Regions from separate parts of the Mus musculus genome. Here regions 1, 2 and 3 are each linked to region 4. A link is a contact called in public Hi-C, Micro-C and promoter capture Hi-C data. All regions are on one chromosome and are shown on one strand. The core of a region is the stretch at or near the end of the contact, and the rest is flanking DNA. Distances in the headings are between cores, read along the strand shown.

Evidence for each region. Promoter capture Hi-C pulls out the DNA fragments that hold promoters and counts their contacts. A called contact is a pair of places that touch in the nucleus more often than the background predicts.
Region 1: a promoter capture Hi-C map of erythroid cells shows a contact between it and region 4, with 13 times the contacts expected there. The contact joins the promoter of Ssbp3 here to the promoter of Czib in region 4. A contact is called at or near these places in 2 of 39 promoter capture datasets (erythroid cells and pre-B cells).
Region 2: a contact with region 4 is called in a Hi-C map of bone marrow-derived macrophages, with 4 times the contacts expected there. The contact joins the enhancer-like site here to the promoter of Czib in region 4. A contact is called at or near these places in 6 of 39 promoter capture datasets (the C10 cell line, the HPC-7 cell line, cranial neural crest and 3 more), 1 of 484 Hi-C or Micro-C datasets (bone marrow-derived macrophages) and 1 of 115 datasets of contacts at active chromatin or transcription factors (pro-B cells).
Region 3: a Micro-C map of embryonic stem cells shows a contact between it and region 4, with 4 times the contacts expected there. The contact joins the promoter of Ndc1 here to the promoter of Czib in region 4. A contact is called at or near these places in 3 of 39 promoter capture datasets (embryonic stem cells, liver and neutrophils), 4 of 484 Hi-C or Micro-C datasets (CD4 T cells, LSK cells, embryonic stem cells and 1 more) and 4 of 115 datasets of contacts at active chromatin or transcription factors (astrocytes, cardiomyocytes, effector CD8 T cells and 1 more).

The regions. Positions count from the first base shown.
Region 1 is chr4:106,909,093-106,915,585 of GRCm38.p6, reverse strand. It overlaps Ssbp3 (single-stranded DNA binding protein 3), which reads right to left and starts at 4,116. Exons shown (of 18, transcript NM_023672.2): 1 at 3,674-4,116; 2 at 2,611-2,683; 3 at 2,320-2,381. The coding sequence starts at 3,729.
Region 2 is chr4:108,540,826-108,547,738 of GRCm38.p6, reverse strand. It overlaps Tut4 (terminal uridylyl transferase 4), which reads right to left. Exons shown (of 31, transcript NM_175472.4): 22 at 5,651-5,728; 23 at 5,296-5,473; 24 at 5,030-5,077; 25 at 4,863-4,945. Among named protein-coding and RNA genes, the nearest start is that of Gm22345, 6.7 kb to the right of the region's middle. Within about 2 kb of position 1,483, at least 2 of the 459 cell types and tissues checked have an H3K27ac peak or open chromatin away from gene starts, as enhancers often do. A contact at or near this core is called in bone marrow-derived macrophages, where this site is marked.
Region 3 is chr4:107,366,135-107,372,398 of GRCm38.p6, reverse strand. It overlaps Ndc1 (NDC1 transmembrane nucleoporin), which reads right to left and starts at 4,352. Exons shown (of 18, transcript NM_028355.4): 1 at 4,251-4,352; 2 at 3,522-3,642; 3 at 1,036-1,137. The coding sequence starts at 4,310.
Region 4 is chr4:107,888,352-107,894,477 of GRCm38.p6, reverse strand. Czib (CXXC motif containing zinc binding protein) reads right to left here and starts at 4,652. Exons shown (of 8, transcript NM_001347160.1): 1 at 4,582-4,652; 2 at 4,276-4,359; 3 at 2,957-3,013; 4 at 2,442-2,523; 5 at 2,225-2,256; 6 at 1,067-1,144. The coding sequence starts at 4,587.

The DNA of each region.
Region 1 (6,493 bases), core at 2,867-5,366, 980 kb after region 4:
GGGAGTACAGGACGCATGGTACAGCACCAGCTCTCCCAAAGGCTCCATCCTACCTTACAGCACTGGACAAACTCAGCACATAAGATAACTGGACGCAACCGCTCCTGGCAAGCCAGACGTCTGTAACAGCTGCCATGTAAGCAGCTCCTCTATGCTGGGTATCTCCCATCAGTGACACTGTTTGTGGTTAGCAGTCACTAGAGCTCACAAAGGTCAGCACGGCCCGCCCCTGGTTTGTCCACAGAGGGACTTGGATGACATTCTGCCCATCTCGGGGCTCTGTCCCTCTCACCACCCCAAACCAAAATGGCTGCAGCGTAATGTAAAAAGGTTACATTGTCAAAAGTCAGAACACGACCATGATTCATCTGCAGCGCAATCTGGGTGACTCCAGTAATGAAGGAGGCCTTATGGGTTCTTAATCCTTTAGCCTGCATCCCCACCTGTCTATGAGGCAAAAAGAAGGAGCTGTGACAACCAAGAACCTTACCCCTGTCACTAAGCAAAAGGGCCTCCTCAGACAGCACCCATCCAGTACAGAGAAAGTGGGCAGGGTGAGCGCAGCCCAGGGCACAGCACTCAAGACCCTCTGTAATTCTCTGTGATCACTCCAACACTCCACAGTCACAAGAACAGAACAAGTGCCGTCTCCACTATGAGAGTGCTACACAAACACAGGACCTTAGAAACGCCCTATACCAGAACCAAGGCCTAGCCAAACCCAGCTTGAAGGGCACAGTGAACACTGAAACTGAGGTCTAATCTGACTTGTGGTCCAATGCCGCTGGCCCCATCACAGCAAGCTCCACTGTCATTAGAAAGCACCCCCTTCAAGGAGTGCCTAGAACAAAAACCCATCCTCAGCACCCACCCACCCCCAAAAACAGCCGCAGAGTAAACATCCTAACAAGCCAGAGACCACAACCCCTGACAGCCACAACAACCCCTGACAGCCACCACAACCCCTAACAGCCACCACAACCTGAGCCTGTACAGCCAACCTTCCACTCCTGGAACAAGGATTGAAAAGCCACAGGACTTGACTCCAGGAGCCACAGGACAACCAGGTCTCTGCACAACTGCAGATGGAGGCAGGGACTACTCTCCTCCTCCAAAACTGCTTCCTGGAAAGCCCACACTGCAAAGACTTCAAGACACCCTCATTCCCAGCACCCTCAAAATAACGTCTACCCACAAGCCCAAGTTTCTTTAAGACCCACAGCACTCAGATCCATCAATCCCATCAACACGCTCGCTCACCTCTAACAGCCAACCTATCACCCACTCCCGCAGGTGGAATCCTTGCGCCACACCACCCGCCTCCTCCGACCAGGCAGTTGGGTGGTTGGCAAAGGCCATTAAAAACTCATTTTGTCTGCACAAGTTAGAACAGACACTTCATCCTCCCGATGTTCAAAGAGCCTTGAAACAGTACCCTGAGCTGGCAGTCAGGTAGTGCTAACATCCCAACGACACTACACTTGACTCAACTCCACCAACATATCAAAAGCCACCCCTCCTCCTTTCTCCTTTTCAAAAGGATGTGAAAGAGTCCACCTATCAGCCCCACAAGACATCCAGGTCACACACTCAAGACAACTAGCTTAAGGCTCTGACCCTGAGCTTCCCTCCTGCCTGCAAAAAAGACCACAGGCTGCTCAGGCCTGGAGAGAGGGTCAAAGATAAGGAGAGCCGGTCCTGAACAAGCTACAGGCATCCTGCCAGGCCACCTCTGGCTGGTTAAGGTTCTCAGTAAAATAAGGCTTTGTGGTTGCAGGGATGCTGGGGGGGTGGGGAGACGGAGAAAAGGAAGGTCCAGTCAGTCTGAATCAGTGTCTCTACAGGAAGTGCGGCCCTTCTTGCTTTTCTCATGGTCCCTGGAAAAGGCCCAGTGGAGACCTCTTAAGGTTTGGCGTTTCTGGACGCAAACATAAGGGACAGGCCAGTTGCAGAACGGACCTGGTGTCCCCTCCACCCGCCCTGCCCCCACTCCTCTAATTAAAGCAGCATGCAGGATTGACAAAAAAAAACCCTTCCAGCTCTTTCTAAGCCCCCTGCTTGGTGCCCCAGAGTGAGATGGAAAAGCATAACAAAATTCAGTCAGTCCCCACAGGCGGAGAAATGCCAGCAAAAACTTGAGGCAGCACGCAGCCTCTTCTGCCCACTCTCCCTTGCCAAGCCTGGTCAGATCACCCAGGGGTGCTTGTCCGTAGGAGGCAGAGGCTAAAGGTAGAGGGCCTGCTCTGGACCCCCGTCTTTGTTCACTTGGACCCGGACCTCAAAACAAAACACACACACAAAACTATCACACAAACTTACCACCACCACGAGTGCAGGAACCCAGGCGGTTCACCCAGTGTGATGTTTTTTTCCCATCGAATCTAGAAAAGAGGGAGCGGAGGCAGCTTAGAGGGGCAGAAAGGAGGGGGACGCAGGGCCTTCCCCAGCCAAAAGGCTGTGAAGACCAACTAACAATAAATGCCAAAAGGTGATAAAAATTCAAAATGGTGGCCACAGTGGCTGCTCCTGAAAACAAAGGCTCTAAGAATAGTGGGGAGGAGGGGGTGTCAAGAAACTGGATGCTAGGGAAAGAGAAGGAGTCCCACTCACCTCTGATAAGAAGGTCTGTGCAGATTTCTGTGCTCCTACGTGCAGTAAATATTCGTAGACGTATAAAGCTAACCTGGAAAGTGAGGAGTGAGAGGAGAGAGAGAGAGAGAGAGAGAGAGAGAGAGAGAGAGAGAGAGAGAGAGAGGTCAGATCACATTAAGGCTCGCTCTGGACCCTGCCAGTGACTGTGAGCCCGGTCTGTGCCATCCCATTGTGGCCACGACAAGAGGTGAGTACCTATCACCCCAGACAGAACAGCTAGTGGGTGGGTACCACAGACAAGCTGCACCAAGCCGCGGGAGCCGGAGACCGGTCCCCAAACTTGAACTTCCAAGTGGCACTGGGACTAAACCCACCTAGGTCTCGCAAACTCGCAAGCCCCTTACAAGAGCCCTGCCTGAGCCACCCTCCTTTTCCCAGCCCACTTCAGCTCCCTGCTTTAGCCCAGCTTTGGGGTCCGAACGGACTCGGTCCCAGTCCGGGTACTTGGCGCGCTCTGGAGAGGGCAGCAAAGCGCCGCCCTCAGCATCTCCCCCTCAAACAACTGTCCCCCAAGCCTGGGGCCGGGCCGGCGCCGCCAGCCCAGCCCAGCCCAGCCCGGACGCCCCGGAGCGCACCGGGCTGACGGGGAGGCCGCTGGCTGGGTAGGGAGAGCGCTCCCGGGCGAACAAAGCCCCCGGCACGCACTCCTCACGCCGCGGGCGGACAAAAGGAGCCTTCGGGGCTGCAGAAAGCCACGCGCCCCCTGCCCGCACTCGGTGGGCAAAGTAAGGGCCCCGCGCCCAGCGGGCCGAGCGCACCGGCTCCGAGTGGGACCTCGCCCACCCTCGTCGCGGACCCCCGCGCCCGCTCTGCCCCGCGCCTACCAACTACCCTCGCCCACCGCTGCCCTGCCGCCCCTTCAGGGTGCCCCAGCCTCCGCCGGCGCCCAACAATGGGCTCTCCACGCCACCGCCGCCGCCGCGGGGCAGAGACCCGGGCCCCAGGGGCACCAGGCGGCGCGACCCCCGCGCCCACCTGCCTCCCGCCACCCGCGGCGCGGCCCCACTCGCGAGAGGCTTACTTTTCCCGAGCCTGCCCGTCCGAGGGCACCGCCGAGCCTTTGCCTTTGGCAAACATGGCTTGCAGAGAAGAGGGCGCCGAGCCCGCCGCCGCCGCCGCCGCTACCGTCCGGTCTCCCGAGCTGCCCTGCTCCCGGCCCCCTCCCGGCGCTCGCCCGCTCGCTCGCACTCCGCTCGCCGCGCTCCCTCCCTCCCAGGCGCAGGCTCCGCGCTCTTTCCAGCTGTCAAAGCGTCAGCCCCGGCCGCGGCCCCATCGCCCTGGAACTCCTCCCGCGCCGGCTCGGCCTGAGCTGCGCCGCCGCCCGCCCGAAGCCTGCAGCTCGCTTGCTCGCGGCCCGCGCGCCCGCCGCCCGGCTCCGCCTGCGCCGCCCTCTGCGCCTTCAGCACCGCTGCCGCTGCCGCCGCCGCCGCCGCTGGTCTACTTGGAGCTCAACCGAACGTGGCTGCCCCGGCAGGAGCGCGGCGGGCGTCCACGCCCCGCGACGGACGGCCGCGGCGGCCAATCGGCGCGCGGGGGCGGGCCTGGAGGCCGAGAGGGACGCCTGTCAGCACGGCCGCGCCAGTCCCGCTGCGCCTCCTCCGCGAGCCGCTGCCCGCTCGTGCCCCGGCCGGGGGAGCGGGGGGCGAGCCTTGGCGTTGGGGTGGGGCGGTGACTCGAGGGGCTCGGGCGTGGACTGGAGCACCCGGCCGGCGCGGCGGGGACTGGGCGCTGCGACAGCAGGCGCGGACCCCGGCTGGCCCGGCGCGCCCCTTTCCGCGTCGGCCTAGCCCCCAGCGCCCCCGCCTCCCCGTGCTGAGCGTACCCTCAGCGGGCCAGGACCCCGGCCGGCCCTGCTCCCCTCTCCGCCCCACCCCGGGCTGCCTGTGCCCAGCCCTGCCTCCCGAGCCCCGGCCAGGGCTGCACGCGGAGCTGGGCGGCCGAAGCTGGCGCCAAAGCGCGCGGCTGCTTCTTTACTAGATCGTTAAAATACTTTGGGAAACCCCAAAGTGGAGCCGCGCGAAAATGGCCCTTGGCGTGCTCCAGGCAAGCTGTAGGAGGGAAAAGAGGTCTTGGACTAGAGGGAAAGAGAGTTGATTTCTCTCAAATTTCTGAGGTTTGCTAGCCCTGGCAAGTTAGCCTCTCGCCTTTCCACGGGAAAGGGTTCCGTTTGGATGAGGGACGTCACCTGGACGCCTCGCGACTCGGAATGCGCGCCGCAGAAATCTCAAACTTCAAATAAATGGAGCTAAATTGGAGAGTAGGGGACCAGAGTCGGGCGTGGGGGGAGGGGAAGCTTCCATTGTCAATGACCCAGGTGTACAATGGGAAATGGGGGGTTGGCAGAGTGACCAAGCTTTTTGCTCACGACTCCTTTCTGTCCACTCGAGGAACCCAAAAACCTGCAGTGTATTCTCATTGGAGTCTCCAAATCAAAAACTGGTGAGATAAGGGATGGCTCCCCATTTTCATACTGTTTTTAGAGCGCGGTTCTCTTTAAATGTGATAAAACATTGTCGGCACTGTCTCTTTAAAAGAGTCAAGCAGAAAAGCTGTGTAAGCGCTGATTGGCTGCCTGTTTGGATACATCTTTAGGGGAGCCTTGAAACTGTTAGCCTAGGTTGATTTTTTTTTTTTTTAACTGCGCTGTTCCAATAAACAAGTAACGCCCCTCCCCCTAACATGCCTCACACCAAACAATTAAAGGATAGGTCAGTGTCCTGGGGAAAACACGTTTTAAGTAGGAAAACTCAGAACTAGATTTCAACAAAATAAACAATAATTCCCTACCATTAAAGTTTGCTTTTTTTGCCCTGCCGAAGAGAGAAAAGGGGTTTTTAAAAGAAATGCCCCACGGCAAACGGATCTGCACTGGTTCAGGAAGGAGACTCCGGGTGCATTTTTGGAATAATGTTCTACACTTGTAACAGCCTCCCTAAATTAGAATACAGCCAAGCACCGTGGACCCCTCTGGACTCTGCTCTCTGCTAGAAACCAGAGCTCAGACAGAAGAAGGGCAGAAAAGAGAAACACTGAGACCTAGTTTGGGGATGCCAATGCCAGCCCCTAGTTTAAAGGTTGTCTTGTCAAGAAAGGGAGAAGCGTGGAGGTTGGGAGTTGAAATACAATGGTAGGAGAGAAAAGGAAATAATTACAGTTATTTTTCCCCCTAGGCAGTTTAATTTAATAGGGCCAACTTAAGGTACCTTTAGAGCCCGCGCTAATTAAATCGGTCTGCTCATACCCTTCCTCTGGACTTCCATTTTTGATGGGCTAGGAATGGTCAGAGATGGTTTGTCAACACAGTGACTCATTGGTGTCTGCAGGTCCCGCAGATGAGGAGGACCAGTTGGGTCTTGGGGGAGGGAAGGCACTGCCCTTCGGGGGCCCACTGCCGAAGCCCCCTCTCCGGGTTGGCCATGCCTAGCAGCCCAAGAGCTGAGCCACCTCAGAGCCCCTTGCTCATCCTCGCCTGTCAGCTGGCAAAGGTCTGGGGGAGGAGGGGTCTTTTAAAATCTCTGGATAGTCTGATGTTCCAACAGGCTACTATTCCTCTTGCCTTTTCTCCTTTGCAAACGGACTGGCCCCTCCTTCCTGGGCATGTGTGAGAGGAAGGGGGGGGGGGCTGTTTGTTCGGAATCTCTGTGGTCTGCCCTTTGTGGAGGCTTGACAGAGTGAGGCTCCCAGTGGGTTGGTTGGCTAAAGGAAACAGTGAGAGAACCTAGGCAGAGAGACCAGAGGGAGGTGTCTTAGCTCTTGGCAGTGGAGAGGCAGCTAAAGGGTTCCCTAGAAGACAGACCTTTCTCCAGCCCCAGCTAGCATGCTGCAGCTGGCAGTTATCCAG
Region 2 (6,913 bases), core at 234-2,733, 660 kb before region 4:
ATTATAAAGTCATAGGTGGTAACAGAACTAATACTTTGTATCCACCACATTATAGAGTACAATGCAAAGAGGCTACAGAGAAGTGGAACCTCAATAAATTAAATGTTATTTTCAACTACAATTTATGAAAAAAGAAACTGCACCTCAGAGATTTAAATCATTTGCACATGGTAATGAAATTGGCTAGGTTTCATATGAAATATTTAAAGTTTTCTCTTTAATGATTACAAAGCTCATGCTTTCTGTTAAACAATGCTACTCCTACAAAGAATTTCTAGTCCAGCCGATTCAGAGCTCTGTTACACAGAAAAACCCTGGTTCAAAAACAAAAACAAAAATCCCCGGCCACCACCCCAACCCATAAAAACCAAAGGAATTGTTCTCCTTTCCAAATGACTTTATATAAAGAAATCATCTTGCTTAATTAGATTTGCAATTAAAAAAATAAAAAAACATGTGTATGGGTATCTGTCCATGAGGTTACATGGACCATGTACATGCAGGAGCCCAGGAGGCAAGAGGGGGGCATCAAGTCTGCTGAAGCTGGAATAACAAGTGGTTGTAAGCTGTCCATGTGGGTGCTAGGAACTGAATTATGAAGTGCTCTTAATGACAGGGCCATCTCTTTACCTCTGCAAATAGCCTTTAAAGAATATGTAATACTTACCATATGTGTGTGTGTGTGTGTGTGTGTGTGTGTGTGTGTGTGTGTGTGTACATAGATATATATATATACATATGTGTGTGTGTATATATATATGTATATTGTGGAATGTACCTGAGAAGTCTAGAAAACATTTTTCAAGTCTCCATACTAAGTTGATTTCTCTTTTTTCCTAGCCCTTGCTGAACCTTGTCAATGCTCGGTTTTTCAGGAACACTAGTCTATCCTAAGAATAGCTATACTCCTGGAAGCCAGGAAAGCAAATTTGTTGCTGATAAAACATTGGGAAACATAGAATAAAAGTAAGAGATACCAAAATAAGTTGGTAATAAAAATAATTGAATATAAAACAATGGTCAGTGTAGAAAAACTGAAAACCATATATATTTCTGGTTATGACTGTAAAATAGCAAAGCTAAGTTAAACACACAAGCATATGAATAATCAATGAAGCCAGGAATTCTACTTCTTGGAGTAGTTTAATGAAAACATAGTCATGAAAAAATTACCCATATATTCATAAAAACACTGCTCATAACAGCTACAGCACAAAAGCAACCCAATTAAACAACTAACAAATGGATGATTAATATAGTATATTTATATAGTGGAACACTATTCAGCCTTAAGAAGAAATAAAGTATTGACACATGCTACTACATGTAGGAAATATAAAATTATGTTTAGTAAAAGAAACCAGGACCAAAAAGATCACATATTGCATGATTCTAACTGAACAAAAAGAATAAACTCTAAAAGAAGACTAATGGATTAAGAATAAGAAAGAGGAACTCTCTTGGAGCCTGTCCTATGATCGGGAGTTCTTTCTTACTTTCCATAATGACCCTCTGCTTCCTCTTCTTAAAGAAGAGGAGGAGGAGGAAGAAGAAGAAGAAAAGAAGGAGGAAGAGGAAGAAGAATGTGTATGTGAATGAGGTAGGGGAGGAACAACTAGAGAGATGACCCTAAATTAAGAGCAATTACGGCTCTTACAGGAGACCAAATTTCAATCTCAAGAACCTACGTGAAGCAGCTCACAGCTGTCTGTATCTCCAGCTACAAGTGGATTAACACTTCTGTATTCCAAGGACAGATACTCAAGTGTACAAACCCAGACAGCAATCAGCATGCAACCAAATAATTCAAGTGCAAAATATATCTTTAAAAAAAAGAACTCAGAAATAAAAGTAATATACATTTTGTTGATATAGTTGCCAAATATTCAGCCTAGTGAAAAGCTCTGAATTATACTTTATCAGAATTACACCTCTTGGGAGCGGGTGGGGGACTTTTGGGATAGCATTGGAAATGTAAATGAAATAAATACCTAATAAAAAAAATTATCAAAAAAAAAAGAATTATACCTCAACAAGAATGTTTAAGCTAGTATAGTAACATGCAAGCAGGCAGCCAAATGGCAGAGAGAGAGTCTAGAAAATGAATAAAGAAGCCCAAGTATTAAAGTATTACAGCAAACATGCTTAGAATGGACACAGAAATAAACTCAGGCAGACTTAAGAAACTAAATGACAGAGGCCCTGTAAGACTGACATCCATGGACTACAGGTATGTACCACTATGTATAATTATAATTCTATTTTCTACAAAACACTGAACAATAAACAAATAAAAACAGCAAAAAATTTTCCTTTATCATTTTTCCAGTTGCTTAAGGCAGAAACAGGCATCATCCAGACTGTTATTCTTTATCTATCATGACTAATTAATCATCTGGTAGTGGCCATTCTACTCCTAAATGATCTTCAATTCATGTTTTATTACCTCACCATTAGTGACCTAGTTTTGAGATTTGAAATATTATGAAAATAATTACTTTAAGACATTTAGGTGATAGACAAACATGAAATGTAATTCAAGAATCTGCGTAATGAAAGAGCAAAAATATTTGCAAAAATTTATATATTTAAGAAAGTCAAACTATGTAATTTACTGATTAAGAGGAATGTAATTTTATGAGTGTGTGTGTAGAGAAAGTAATTTACTTGAGGTTACAAAGATAGTGTTTTAAATCAAAATCCATGGCAAATATCTGTAATCCATCTCTAACAAGAAGGAAAAAAAGGAAAACTAAATAAAGTGGGTCACCAACAATCTGCGTGGTGTGTCTCTGACCTGGAACCTGTTGCCTGCCTTTGGATCCCTTTCTCCCAGCTGGGCGACCTTGTTTGGCCTCAGTGGGGGAGGAGGATGCACTTAGTCCTGGTGAGGCTTGATGTGCCAGAGTAGGTTGAAAAGAGGCAGAGTGGGATGGGGGCTCCCTCCCTTTATCCTCTAACTTAGTGAAATTTGATTAAAACAAAACATAAAACATTTTCAAAAAACTTAATTATTTATGTGAGTATCTGTATGTATGTGTGATGTGTGCACACCATATGTATGCTGCCTGGTGCCCATGGAGGCCAGAGCCCTAGAACTGTAGTTACAGACAGTCGTGAGCTGATGTGGGTACTGGGAACTGAAGTCTACAGGAGCTATTAATATCTATTGCATCATGTCTCCAACCCTTTAAAATAAGTTTTATAGGATGAGAGATTACAAGTAACTAAAGATATAATAAGACTATCAAATTTTACTGAAAGTCCAGCTGAGGGTGGCAAGTATTAATTTATAATTCTACTAAACTTTAGAAATTGTCTAGGTTTATGACTCTTTTCCCATTAGTGTTATTCAAACACACAGACAAATGATTCCTGGAGTTAGTATAAGGTTGAACATATATGAATACCACAGGATAGTCGGCACTATATAGTAAGGAAAAGTATGAAACAAAAAGGAGACAAGTTCAAATGGGAAAAGAAAATGGAGACATAAGATGGATAAGGAGAAAGTATATTACTATATATTAGAGAACCAAATGGTAGAAAAAAAATAAAGTGAGAATGAGAAGATAAGACTAGAAAATATAAAGGGGGGGAGGCTCTGAGATAGGGTCTCATGATAAAGCCTATGCTGGCCTCACGTTCACCAGCTGACCTTGATCCCCCTGCCTCCACTTCCCAAGGGCTGAAATTAAACCGGTGAGCCACCAAATGCAGCATATTTATCTTTCTGGGCAATCTTACAAGTATACAACATATTTATTCGTAAGAAGGATGTTAAGTGTAAGCATGAAAGTGAATAATTAGTTCCTGTTAAGTTATAATACTGACATAATAAAGACAAAGACCCAAAGAAAATAAATTACAGTAAGTTATGAAATACCATATACTAAAAATTAAAAGAGAATAAAAAGATTTTAAAAGGATTAACAAGCTCATAGACTCCTTTTTAGACTTCCTTTTCTTTCATGCTTATAGGTGTTTTGCCCACATTAGACTCCTCTTTATAAGTATCAAAATAACATTTAGTTTACATGCTAAATAAAAGACAAAACTAGAGATTTTTCTATCTGTATAACTAGTTGCAATGCACTGAATTATAAAAAATTAGAAAACTTTTATTAATAAGGTGAAATTATTACATTTAAGTTAACTAAGGACTCATATAGTATCTCCTATTGAATATGCACATAGTCAAAATTACCGTAATTCCAGGTAAGATGTCACTAAATATTGTTCTGCTATGTTAATGGATTAATGAAACTACTATGTTTTTTTCTACATCATTTTGTGTTTCAAAACTTTTGAGTTTTGAAATCTCCTATTTAATTATTGCCAATGTAATTATTATTTACTATTAAGGGGATGTCCAAGAGGAAAAGTGTTTTGCTTTTCTTACCCTACCATCAAAAAGAAGAGTTCTAAGACTGGATTGATCAAGTTTCTAGGGACATTCTTATGTAAAGACAAATAAATGGGTTTTCTCAAGTTTTTTTTTTTTTTTTTTTTCTGTTCAAAGTCTCTTCCTCTAAAACTGAAAACTCCTCTGGTCTCCTAAGCAATGGAAAGCAAGCAAAAGCTGAGTGAGACCAAACAGCAGTGTGTGAAAACAGCAAGTGGAGTCAGAAAAAGGAAATCTGTCTCTGCTGTCTAATCCAGTACACTGCGACCACAGCAGATTTTAAGCAGGATTCGTGGTAAGTTGATACTTCAGATTTCTCCTTTCTGTGAATTGCAGAATGGGAAAATCTGCATCAGAGGTTTTGCTCCCTTGCACTCTGCCATCTGTAAAAACCCGAAATGTCAATGAAGTTCTACAAGAAAAAGAAAGAAAATAAAATTCTCAAATATAAACTTACAGCTTCTCTGCCAATGAGTGGATAAAAGGGGGTACCAAAAAGTTTCCTTCCATTGATAAACGCCTTCATAATAAAATTAGTCACTGTTGAAGAAAGAATATAACAAAAGATTTAGACACTACTTATCAGAAATTTGAATGCACATATTCTCTACTTTTAAAACTTACTTTTTCTAGAAACACCAGCACCAAGGTTATGATTCAAGTCAAAAGGATCTAGAAAAGAAATATTCATAAATTAATATTTATAAATATTATGCCATAAAGTAGAGTGTGCCAAACAGGAGTCTAGTGCTATATACTCGCAAACTATCCAAGTGAGTGAATTATCCTCTTAAAATTAAGTGATTGAAAACAAGAGGTTGACTCTTTTTAGATCAGCTTTCCCTGCTAAATTTTTGTGTTCTTGAATTGAAAGTAATGTAAACAGTCACCTTCAATTGCAATGCATTTAGAAGTCCACTGCTTTTCAAAAGTGGTCAGCAGCTTCTTCTGCCGAATACTGATTACATACTCCTTAAAATCAAACTCTTCTGTATAGAAGCGAAGCAGTCCTAACCAAAGCTCTCCCAGTGATTCCGTGTTCTTCCCAAGTGAAGGTAAACGCTTTTTCTTCAGTTAACAAAATGGGAAGGAAAAGAGAAATATGGGAAGAGGAGGATAAGGAAAAAGAAGAGAAAGGTTACATATTATTAAAAATATAAAGAATAAAAACAAGTAAAATTATTAAAGTATGCATATCCTAATGCCATCCAGTATACTATAATGTAATAATTATACAAAAATTACCAGCTCTTCTGTTTTATCAAAGAAAAAGGCATTCCATCCATCAACCATTCTCTGCGGAATCTGCTTCCCATCAAAGATCTGCATAAAAAGTATTATTATTAGATTTTAAGTTATCCAACCTAATAACCTACAAGACCGGATCATTTTAGGATTTATCTACAAAAAACATTAATGAATTACTTCCCAAGGAAAAACATTAGAATGTTATAGCTTGATGCCAAGTAAGTGATTAATGAAATACCTAACCCAAGCTGAGATTCTCCATACACATTTATTATTACTTATGGCTTGTTGGCGTATCAAAATGTATTTGTATCCATATGTATGGATAACTACAGCCCAAGATTAAGTAAAATAAAAGTTAAAAAAAAAAGTTTCATTAAGGGATTATAAATGTAGGCATACAAAAAATAATATTGATTCTATACCCAAAGAAAACTGTATCACTGTTCCTTAGTACCTTTAATCACTTACTAATATAAGGCTAAAATGTAAGTGCTTAAATATCAGGTATGTTTAATGGAAAATTAAGTACCTTTCCCTGAAAGGTTTATAACAAATTATGAATCCTTCTCATTAAGTGGCATATTGTGGCCTGAAACTTGAAATCCTCCTGCCTTAGACTCCAGAGCATTGGATAATAGACATATGTCACTATGTCTGACTAAGAAATACTATCTTATGAGAAAAAAAGCATCCAACATAAAGCAGTTATTTTAGATACAATTGACAAAATTGTAATTTTATGATCTGCTTTCCTTTTTATGGTCTCATTAAGTAGCCTAAGCTGGCCTCAAGTTTGTTATGAAGCCAAGTGTAACACTGAATTTCTGATCTTGCTTCTAGCTTCTGAGTAATAAGATTATAGGCATATAACACAATGGCTAGTTTATAATATTAGGGATCAAACCCTATGCAAGCTAGACAAGCATGCTACCAACTAAGCTGTACACCCAGCCCTTGTGACTTGCTTTTCTGAAAGAGGATTAATAAAAATGAACTAAAGTAGAAAGGTATACAGTATTGCTTCACAGTCAGCAAAACTAAGTTTTAGTCTCAGGCCTATACATAGATTCTGGTCAAAATAATTATCCCCATAGGCCCCCATAAAGTTAACCCAGTAAAAATAAAGGTTTACACAAGCAGTTTATAAACTGACTTTCTGAAAAAGTACTTGTTTTATATTTACTAATGTGGATATGCGTATGTGCAGGTGAGTGCAGAAGGATGCTGGGAACTGAATTTGGGTTCTCTGCAAGAGCA
Region 3 (6,264 bases), core at 3,103-5,602, 520 kb after region 4:
AGAAAGCACTAAGAAAGCAAAGAAAAATAATATGTATTACAATACCCAGTAAGGACTTAAAATTTTACACACTATTTTTAAATATAGAATTCTTTAAATACTAAAGAGTTAAGAGATGTTACAGCAAAAACTATAAGTAGATGGAATACATGAATAAGCGATAAATAATCAGAAAGGCCGTAAGTGACCACTCGGGAATCTGGAAAGGCAGAGAAGGAACAAGCCAAGTGGGCACTGTTCTGGAATCCAGGCTGCGCCCAAGGGAAAGCCCAGCTTTCTGTAATTATTATAAAACCACAGACTTTGTTATTTGGGGAAAGAAAAAATAAGTCAACAGCCACAAATGCAGTGGCACATGCTTGCAATCCCAGTGCCCAGGAGGCTGAGGCAGGAGTGTTATAACCTTGAGGTCAGTCCAGATGTAGTCCCCTACCTTACAAGAATTATCTAATAATTCATTTACTAACTCACAGCTTTAACACTAGCTGTGAACTAATAAAAGGTTTTACATTTTTCATTGTGGCAAAATATAAAATAAAATTTACCTTTGAATCATTTTTAAATGCACAGTTCTGAGACAGGAGGACAGTCACACTGCTGGCAAGTTGCCCCAGGCCCTCCTGACCCCTTTGTGCTGCAGCCCCTGGCACTAACAGTCCACTCTGTCTTTATGACTTGACCTCTTTATATACCCAGCTTCCCCACAGCAGACTCATAAACGACTATCATGAAAGGTCTAAATGTCTCTTCAAAAGAGAAACACCAAAGTAATTGTAAGTACAACTGAAAGGATAACAGAATACAGCTATGCACACATTTCTTAAAGTCTGCCCTAAGTAAGATGAATTATTTTTGTTTTGTTTGAGACAAAATCTGCCATCTAACCTAGGCTAACTGTCTAACTCACTATGTGGCGGAAGCTGGCCTCAAACTTATGGTGACCCTCCTTCAGACCTACTCAGTGCTAAGATTACAAGCATGTGCCACCACATCTGATGCTCAAACTTTTAAGAAAGTTAAAATTCTGAAACCTACCTGTATAGAATTCCACATTGAAAATACTTATTATTATAATGACCACGGCCAGCAGCAGGAGGTGAAAGATGACTTGGGAACTATAGAAGTCATTGCAAGAATCTAAAACACAAGAGAAATGAATTAGTGATGCTCATTCAGTTTTTCAGTTGTGTTCAGCACACTGCAACATTTGAACTACAACTATGGTGTTTTTAACTTCATTTATTTGTGTATGCAGATGTATTTGTGAACGTTAAATGTATCTGTGTACACGGCACGGGCCTGAGAGGGCACTAGATCTCTCCTAGCTGGCGTTACAGGCATCTACGGGATACCTGGTTTATTCTGTGAGTGTTGAGATCCAAGCCCAGGTCTCCACACTTAGACAGCAAACATCCTTAACCATTGAGCCATCTCAACAGACTCTACAACTATAATTTTAACTTTCAAAGAATTTTTAAGAATTTACTTGTATGCTGCTGTCAGGTCCAATAGGACATCAACACAAGAACTCCAAAGTAAATTATTCAGATTTTGTTTTGGGTACTGGAAAATGGTATTAGAATTTCTTTTAATTCACACAGATGTTGCTAACAGAGAAAATACAACCATATGTAAACATTTCATCATAGGAAAGCTACCATAGTAACAAGCCAAGTTTGTTTTCAAAATGTAAACAGTATTTCTGAACTTTATATAGTAAAGGCAATTAGTGCCTCAGCTAAGGAAAAGTAATGTGGAAACAGTGTAACTTACCAGTCCTAAAAAGGGTTAGTCTAAACAACAAAACCCAACCAGACACTCAACAACCAACATGCTTCCAAGTTTAAACTATGAGTATGTTACTATCTAAAAATATGAACAAAAGAAAGAGACATGAGACATGCTGGCTGAATAGACTCACTTAATAATGAAAGCAATTATTTTCAAAGTAGAATTCAGAAACCAAAATTAATCCCAGATTTCCTAGGTCTCCAACAATTAATCATCTGCCATCTCTGCCAGGGCTTATGGGTTATGTTCATCAGTCCTGCATGATTCAGCAAATATGACACACATCAGCTAAAGCATGATTGTATCGCTTAGTAGCGATATTCTCAAAGGCCAAACAACAACGACAACAAATTCTAACTCCTTGATGGCCTACACTTTCTTATAAGAAAAATAAGGAATATATTATTGAGAAAAAAAATCTCCCAAAGTAATTTGTGTTTTTTAGTCTTAGGGAATATTTTCAAGACTTCAAAACCTATTCTGTACCTTTATGACTTTTTAATTTTTTTAATTTGTGCTTCAGTGAACTCATGGACCATAATGAGTCTTGTATGAGTGTGCTTGCTCATGCACACACATGTAAAGGCCACAGCGACACTAGCTCTCTTCCTCTGTGGCTCTCCTTATTTTTTGAGCTAGGGTCTCTCACGGAACCGAGAGCTCAGCAGCTGGCTGGCTGGCCAATGAGCCACAACACTGGGGTTAGGATATGCATCACACAGCTGACTCTTGATTGTACTGAGAATCTAAATTCAGGTCTTCAACTCAAGCAGCAAGCACTTTACCCTCTCAGCGTCTTTCCAGCTCCTAACATCATCATTTTATTTTCACATCCAAAGATTCCAATAAGCATCCAGCCTGTTTCCATCTCCTCTGTCTCAGCAGACTTGTACTAAGTCTTCCCTGACATTCTTTAGTTTTTGGCCTCTCTTCTCTTTGTTGGCTACAACATAAGAATAAAGTATTCTTTAAATAACTGTATAGCTTTTTCTTATTGCTTTTGAAATAGTTTCTCTATATGTATCCCAGGCTAGCCAGGATCTCTGGAGCCTCTTGCTACACTCTCCTAAGAGTTGGATTATAAGAATGTGCTACAACTAGCTAGATTAGACTTTTTTTTTAATACCAGTCACAATTCCCATCTGCAATTTTAAATGGATGGCAGGGAAAGGAAAAACAAGAAAAGACAAGGGAACTGGGGCTGGAGAGATGGCTCAGCAGAGGGCTTTTCCAAAGGACCTGGGTTCAGTCCCAGCACCCACATGGTGGCTCACAACCATCTGCAACTCTTCCAGGGGGATCCATAAGCACCAGGCACACACGTGGTGATGAACATACATATATACAAGTTAAATACTTATACACATGAAAAATACAAATAAGCCAACTTTTCTTTTCCTTTTTTAAGGAAAAGACAAAAGGATAAATACTTGTGTGGCTTCCTTTTCTTTTTTACTGCACCTCTAGGGATTTACTATATATATGCCCCAGATTGGCCTTGAACTCAGGTCGTCCTGCCTCTGCCTCCCAGGACACTGGGCCATCACACCTAGCTGTGTATATAAGTAGTCTTCTAATGATCTGTCCTGTCATCATACATAATCCCTGACACACTTACTGATTTTATATAACAAAAATGACAGTTCTGTGAGTGCAGAAATGCAGAGAGTGAGTGCCTTTACGTAATGTTTTAATGTCAATACAGACAGTAATTAAAAATCACCACTTACCTGACAGCCACTGTATAGGGTGGAATAAATTGATGCTGCTTAAGACTATAAAGGCTGTGATGCAGACGGGTAGAAGCACTACTGACCAAACGATGCTGGTAACTATCCTCCAACCCAAAACCTAAAATTAAACACAACTCTTCAATCAAGAAGTCAGTTACTCTAACTCAGACATGCAAATCCTGCTTCTCCATTTAGGCTATTAACATGAACCACTACTATTTGCATTCTCTTTACTTCTCTCCTTGCGCCCACTCCCCACCCCCCAAACACAGAATGGATGCAAGGAGGTGAGCTCTCCTTAGCTGAAGCCTAGAGTAGGCTGTCTTAAATAAACCATGAATATATGCTCGGTTTAGCGTCTCCCCAACCCCAGAGTCTGCTAAGGCCACATTCTTTCAACACAGAGCAGCCCTTCCCGTTTCCTAGCCCAAGGAATCAAGCCATTTATTATGCATTAGCTCGAATCACTAACCTTTTGCTCTACAACTTTTCCACCAAATTTCCATTCGGGCCATCCCAACCACGCTGACAAACTTCCACTTCGGACTCCAGCTCAACACCCCAGACCTAACTTCCACTCGGGGACGCCCACACACCCTTGCACCCAATCCCCGAGGCGGTCAGATCCCTACACGCTATTCCTAAAGCGCCTCCAAGACAGGCCCCTTTAGCCAAGCGCGCAGGCACCGCCAGAGAGGCAGGGAGCGCCACGGCTCGCTAACTCACGCGCCAAAGGATGTCCCGCGGCGACCCGCCGGCGCAGGGCCCGCTCGCAGCCGTGGCCATGGAGATGGCGGCCCCCGCTCTCAAGCGTGCCGGGGACAGAGTGTCCGCCCGCCACCACTGTTCAAAGGCAGGAAGGCCCCGGGAGGACCCAGCTGGGGCTGCCCGGTACGCTGCCTGGGCAGGGTTCTGCAAAGCCGCCAGACCATCTCTCCGCAGCTTCGCCTGAACAGACTCAACCGGCCAGAACTTCCCCGTAGCCACATGCCTCCAGGTGGGCTGTGACTCGAGGAAGCGTCCTCTGGAGTCCAAAAAGTCCTTCCGAAGCAGGGTCCATCTGGGCGTCAAAAACAAAGGGCGACGGTGCTGCATGCTGGGAACTGTAGTCTCGACGACCCCTGAGAACCAAGGGGAAGAGGAGCGTTGCATTCTGGAACTTGGAGTTCCAAAGTACAGGCTCGCGGTGTAACGAGAAGCAAGTTGGGGTGTCCTAGAACTGGAGTTACAGTTGTTGGCTGCCATGTGGTTACTGGGAATTAAACCCGGATACTCTAGAGGAGCAGCCTTTTACGGGACTCACCTCCCAGCCCCTCCCTTTCTCTTCTATTTTTTTCTTTCTTTTTTTTAACTAAAGCTGTAATAACCACTGGGAGTGAAAAGGTTGTTATATCACTTTTTCTTCCAGAATGCCATCTTTCTTCTTCTTTTTTTTTTAAAGATGCATTTATTTTATTTATATGAGTACACTGTAGCTGTCTTCAGACACACCAGAAGAGGGCATCAGATCCCATTACAGATGGTCCTGAGCCACCATGTGGTTGCTGGGAATTGAACTCAGGACCTCTGGAAGAGCAGTCAGTGCTCTTAAGAGTTGAGCCATCTCTTCAGCCCAGAATGGCATCTTTCTAAAAGTGAAACCACAGGATACTGAAGCTGCCGTCTTAATACTCAGTAACTTCACTGAATTCCTTTTATTAAAAATAAAGTGTTTTATTGATAAGAAAGGTATGTTTTGGTTTTTAGCTTCAGCTATTAATACTTGTTAAGTGCAGCATCTTGATCCTCACAGAGCCTCTATTTCTTCAAGTGTAAAATAAGGATAAAAACACAACATCCTGTTAATGGGGTAAAGATGTAAATACTATATACTATAAGACAACTATTGAAGGCTGGGGTGTGACTGAGTTGTAAAATGCTTTCCTGATATATACCAAACCCTACAGCACCTCCCAAAACATGGCAGCACTCAAGAAACTGAGGCAGGAGGCTATAAAGCTCAAAGCCATCCTTAGCTAGTGAGTTTGAGACTAGTCTGGAATATGTGAAACAGCTGTCTCCAAAAAGAAGATTACCATTGGTGGAGAGGTAGCTCAGCTAGCTACATAAGCATGAAGACAAGAATTCAGTACCTGGACTCCAGGAGGAAAACCTGAACATGGTGCTGGACAGGTGCTAGGCAGGTGCTGGGCAGGTGCTGGGCAGGTGCTGGGCAGGTGCTAGGCAGGTGCTGGGCAGGTGCTAGGCAGGTGCTGGGCAGGTGCTAGGCAGGTGCTAGGCAGGTGCTGGGCAGGTGCTAGGCAGGTGCTAGGCAGGTGCTGGGCAGGTGCTGGGCAGGTGGGCAGGTGTTGAGCAGGCAGAGATAGGGAGCTCTATGAGGCTTATAGCTAGTGAGCCAAGCCTACTCTGAGCTGTAGGCACTTGGGAGAAACAAGGTGGAGGGAGCCTGAGGAACAACACACAAAGTAGACTTCTGGCTTCCACACCCACATGCACAAATGTGCACACATACAAACACAAACATGCACACATACAACTTCTCACTGGCTCAAATTCCTCTCTCTGATTACTTTTGGCCTCATCAAAAACCTAGGTGAGTAGTGCTAACAGCTTTTTTACAATGCTAACATTCAACACCCTAGGAAGGCAGAGGTAGACATGGTGTCTTGCTCACTCTGTATAAACTCATAGGCTACCGAGAGAAACTGAGATGGCACAAGATACTCTGTACTGTTTGCTA
Region 4 (6,126 bases), core at 3,403-5,902:
TTCTCTCATATTCTCTTTCTTTCCCTCCCTCCCTCCTTCTCTCCTCCCTCTCTCCCTCCCCCGTACGCCCTCTCTTGAGACAGTGTCTCACTATGTAGTTCTGGTTGACCTGGAACTTACTATGTAAACCAGGCTGGTTTTGAGCTCACAGAGATCCACCTGCCTCTGCCCCTCAAGTGCTGGGATTAAAGGTGTGTAACCATGTCTAGCCTCAGCTATTTTTCTTATATAGCAATTGGGACCGTTCTCCAGTTGAGGGTCCCTACTCAGGTGGTTCTAGTTTGTGTTATCAAAAAACCAAGTTAAAGGCCGGAGTGGGGGTAAGCTCTCCCATCACTCTATCTGCTCAAGGACCTGGGTATGCACCCCACTCCCTCTCTGAACCTTAGTTTGTGGGGTATTTATTTGGTGAGACAGGGTCTCTCTGATATATCTGGCATTCCTGGAACTTGCTATGTACACTGGGTTGTCTTTGAACTCAATAGAAATCCACCTGCCTCAGCCTCTTGAGTGCTGGGATTATAGGTGGAATGCACTATGCCTGGCTCTGAACCTGGGTTTTATTTGTTTTTTGAGACAGGTCCTCAGGGATTCCAGGCTGGCCTTAAACTTTTTATCTGTGATTTTGTTTATGAGATGGGGATGCCGATACCATCTTTTCTAACTTACCCCACAGATTTACTGTGAGTAAAAATGTACAAACAAGAGGATGAGCACTGACTATAAGATTCAGACAGACCTGGGTTCAAATCCAGCCCCTGCTTACTAACGGACTCTGGCACACTACAGTCTCTGAAGTTCCCTTGTCTAAAGACTAGGATGAATCACTGTTTAGGTTACAGTGAGGATGAAATGAAGTAGCACAGAAAGGTGATGGGCATGGAACACAGCACACAGTAGGCATTTCATACGTGACAGTTACTATTCATAGACTTCCTGATTTGTGTTGTAGCTCAGTGCTAGAACAAGAAGGGAAAAGCAAGATGGAGAATTCCTATTTCAGTCTCTGTAAGAAGCAAAGTTCGCTTGCTTCATCCCCACCCCAGAGAGCCTTAAAGCCACATACCTGGGGCTGGAAGTCAACTGGTTCAAGGCCCCGGCACTCAAACTCCACTATCGTCTTGAACTTCTCATTGTCTTCAGCCTGGAAAGGAAGTGTATTGAGGAGGCAGGACCAATGGAGACCACCTCCTCCAATGCCCTCTGCCCTTTCTACCTTGTGGGCCCTAACTACACCACTGAGCCTAGAACAGGACCCAGAACAAGTTAGCCCTTTATAAAAACAAAACGCCTGTCTTGGGTACTGCTCCAGAGAGGACCTCTGTAGACACAGGTTGTGCAGAAGAGTGAGGATCCTTGGTCAACCTTCCTGCATGTCAGCAGAGCAGAGGAAACCCGGCCTACTTACTGTAAGGATCTGAATCATGCACTGAGAGCCAAGCACTGGGTCAATGAATGGTAAGTGACCAAGAAGACAAGAATGCTAAGTTACAAGGGCTCTAGACCGTCCACATGGTCCCAGTAAGCACACCATGGCCTTTGGATAACCAGCCACCATGTCAGGCTGGAGAGATGGCTCAGAGGTTCAATTTCCAGTGGTTGTTAGAGATGGTAGCTCATAACTATCTATAATGAGATCTGGTGCCCTCTTCTGGCCTATAGGCATACATGCAGGCAAAATGCTGTATACATAGAAACCCTGTCTCAAAAAACCAAATAAACAAACAAACAAACAAACAAACAAACAAAACAGAAACCAAACATCCACCATGTCATGAGGAAGGCTGGGTGTATGGAGAGCGCACCTCTTGGGAGGTGGATAGCCAGGAGCCCTGCCTACCTCACCCCTGGGCTCAGACTGCCCAGACTGTCATCCTGTGTACTTTTAGGAGGAAACTGCAGTATTACCCAGTGGATGATGTGGATATGGTGGACAAAAGATACGGAGCAAGTGAGCACTGAGTTGGTGCATGAGAGAGTAAATACGCAGGAGACGTGGTGTCAAGTACCTGGCCTCTCAGCATTCAGGAGGCTGAAACAGGAGTATGAGTTTGAGCCAAGCCTGGGCTACCTAGTGAGACCTAGTCTTAAGCAAAACAAAGAGTTAAATACATGGGACCATGTCCAGGGGCAGGCCACTCTGATGCAGCTACTCTCGACCCCACTCCTAGCCATCAGTTCAGATTTAATCCCACCATCCCTGACACTACAGCAGGAAACTTACGTTGTAAGCCTTGATGGTGCTGCTCAAAATGTCTGAAATATAAAAAGGAAAAGTTGACTTGAATCTCTACCCAGACTCCACTCAGGTGCCCAGACACAGCCTGGGAAAGAGAGAGACCTGCACAGGTTTTAGTATTTCACACCTAGGTCCACCCCTTGACAACACAAGCCTGCTTCCAGTCACCCTGGAAGAGCCTGGTAGGCAGCACCCGACCTACCAATAGAGTTTTCCCGTGCACATAGCTTGCACTTCTGGACCATGGAGGCACTGCCTCGGCCTCCTTTCAGCGCCACGCTGTCCTGACAAGAAGCAAACAGAATTTCTAGTCATGTAACAGCTAGACGTAAGGGTCCCAGAGAGATCTCATCCCACCACCTCATCCAGTGGAACAGACTAAGACCACAGAAGTGAGTCACTTGCTGACAAGTGACAAGAGGGTTGAGGAGAGCTCAGTAGTAGAGCATGCTCAGTAGAGTAGTAGTAGAGATATGCAAAGCCCTGGATTCAATCCCCTGGGTGGGGCAGAAGCCTAAGGAGTCTTCCCCTGGTTGAGAAAAAAAGTCCCTCTTGATTTTGAACTCTGCCTCAAAGATGTCTGTTGTTCCCTGCGAGGGTCACATTGGTGCTCTCTCAACACCTGCCGTGCCCCCCCCCCCAAGTGGCTAAAGGAAAGAAAGATGAAATCCAATTTCCCCAATTTTCTGCCCAGGAGCATGTGGTAGGGACCATTACCATCAGCCGGATGTATTGCCACTTCTCTGAAATCTCACCACAGTTGCCACATTTCATCTTGGGGAAGGAAAAGAGTATTATTAGTTGAGCAGGTAGCTTCCTTAGACACAGGGGAAGGGGAAGCACGGTGTAAGGCCAGCTCATAGCCTACTGCCTTCTCTTAATTTATCTTAGATGCACTCTCACTGTGTAGCCCAAATGTGTTTGAACCTGAGATCTTCCTGCCTCTGCTTTCCAAGTACTGGGATACAAGTGAGTGCCTCTAGACCCATCCTATCTTCTAGGGGATTCTTACAGCATCCAATAGGGACATGAGCCGATTTATCTCCAAGTAAGAACAAGGTGTTTCTGATGTTGGCACCCCTGCCCTCCTCTAGAATCTGTGCCATTTGGCTGGGGACTCCAGGTTGTCTCAAGCCCCCAGCAACTCTGCTGGTTGGTTCTGTGCTTAGGGGTCCTGAGTCTGGGGTTAACGGGTTGTCATTTTGTTTCTGTTTCTCTCTCCTTTGTTATTCTGTGTTTCTTCAAGTCAAAGTTCTTCAGATGGGCCCTGGAACTCCTGCTCCAAACATTTTGAAATAGGAGCTGTGGGTGCGATGGTGTTGCACTTGTCTAGTGCTGGGGCGGGGGTGGCGGAATAAGAGTGATCAGTTATGGCTTTGGTTGGGTATGTGAGGCACTGAGATAGACTAGGAGAATAAAGCACAGCCTGGGACGATGAAGGGTGTCACACTGTTTGGGCCTCTAGGGCAGGGTACCTACCCAGTTTACTAGCACTGTGTGAGGTCAAAGGGTGGCCAACTTTCCCAATAAGTAAAGCCAGCAAATAAAACAAGGTGGGTTTATTCACTATATTAAGTAAGCACAGGGTCCCTTCAAATGATATTTTGTTCCGTGTATGTTTATAAACTAAGAGCTGGAAGGATTTCACATCAGGAGAGTGCTAGCGTGAGGCCCCAAATTCAGATATACCCGCCAGAACAGAAGAGGGATAAAACCACAAAACTCCACCGTGTGAGGAGGCCGAACATCTGTAATCCTAGTAAGAAGATCAGGAGTTCAAAGTCATCCCTCGCTACATAAAGAGCGCAAGGCCAGCCTAGATTACATAAGACTAACGTTTAATCAATAAAAATAAAATCTAAAATTCCATCCTGAAGATCTCACTTAGATGCCTGGTTAAGCACCTCAGACCCGGTGGAACTTTTAGAAAAGCTCCCAGTTCAACACTGTGATCAAGGCTGGGCCCTGAGCCCTAAGATGCCCCACTGCCTCCGGATGCTCCTCCCTTCCCTAGAGGAACCCGCCTTCCGTCGCACCTTCAGGTACCACCGGAAGTCCTCGCCCACTGGCCGAAGGTTCGTGACGTTCTCCAGCGTGGCTTTGAGCTGCAGTGCGATTTTCTGAGAAGAGGGCGGGACACGCTGAGTGCAAGGCCTCGTCCGCTCAGCTGCGTGCCACGCCCCACCCCGCCCCTCCCGACTCAAGCCCCGCCACCCGAGCCTCACGCCTTCCATTCTCTCCTGCTCTGAGCTCGCCACTCTGAGCCCCTCGCCGCCTCGGACCCATCTCTCACTGGGCTACTACCAGACGGGATGCCCCAATGGCGACTAGCCTCTCCTTACCCCCATAGCTGCCGGTCCACGTTAAGTCGCTGCGACAGCTGCTTTCCGACCCGTCGTAAAAGGCCGGCGTCGCCGCGCAGCCTCAGTGCGGGTGGGCGGGGAGCGGGGCGTTAGTGAGTGGTACTGTAGGCTGGCGTTTTCTAGCTTGTCCCTCCTTAACCTGCCGGGCTCGGCTGTTTTCGGTAGGTTTGCTGGAACCGATGTAAACGCAAATGCCAGAGATGGTTCCTGATTCTCAATCTGTGCCTTCACTGAGCAGGCAAGATAGTCGGGCTGGAAACCTCTGCCAGACCTCTCTAGGCTCTCGGTTCTCTATCCGACTTCTCACTACCTGTGGTCCTGAGGCTCAGATTACGCTGCAGCCTCCCAGATGATGGGTAGTCGCCCTCTAAACTGCCCACTGGATGTACACGATTTGATGCTGCGACTTTTCCCACAGGGTTGCCCTGTGTCCATGTCCTCGTGGTAGCTATGCCTGAACAGAGCTGACTTTCCCCCACCTTAGTCATATATTTAACCGACACTGCAGGAGCTGGGAGCACCAACATTCGAAAACATGCCCCATTTTTATTTTTTAGAGACAGGGTTTCTCTGTGTAATTATAGCCCTGGCTCTCCTAGACTCGCTTTGTAGACCTGGCTGGCCTCGAACTCAAAAGAGATCCACCTGCCTCTGCCTCTCGAATGCTGGGATTAAAGGCGTGTGTCACCATGCTTGGCTCCCACTTTTATGGCCCAGTCTTTTTAAATTTTATTTTGGTTTTGGCAGGTAGTATGTATGTGCTCCACATGCATGCAGCTCCCACCAAGGCTAAAAGAGGGCACCATAAATAACCCTCTTGTACCCTCCCCCCCCTCAGCCTGAAACCTGGCTGAACAGGTTTCACTGATAGCACGAAGAGAGCATGGGGGGGGGGGTTGGAGCCTGCCACCTTATCGTTCTACCACTCCCACTGCTACTGCCTGCCGCCTAGCAGTTCCGGAGTTAATCAAGTTGTCACCTGAAACTGGACTCCAAGGATGATTTGGCGGGAATGGGTTCCTTCCCCTTCTTCATAAACCAGTGCCTGGGAATAGTAAAATTGAACCTTGAGCAGACTAGTTGTCTTGGTTCCATTCTCTCTCCCGCCGCCTAGCTCCCTCTTCTCTTCCAGATTCCAAGATGCCTCCCAGGCTAGAACCCAGACATGTGAGCCGGCCGCAACACTCTGTGACACACTGATAGAGCCACCCTATGGATGTTAGGAACAGAAATGAGGTCATCTACTACAGCAGCAAGTTCTCTTAACCGCTGAGCCATCCCCCTGCCTGTTGGACACCACCAGACTGGTCTTTAAGTGTCTCAGAAGTCTGGCATCCTGACATGTCACATATTAATGATATCCCTAACGGAGTATGAAAAGTCTTGAGGATGCTTGGGACCTTGTCTCAGAATGGAATGTCTCTAAGGATATGTATTTAGGCTCGTGTCCCTTCAGACCAATGAACCCTATCAAGTCCCATTCCTTCTGATGCCATCTAATCAGCTATTTTCAGCAAGCCATGA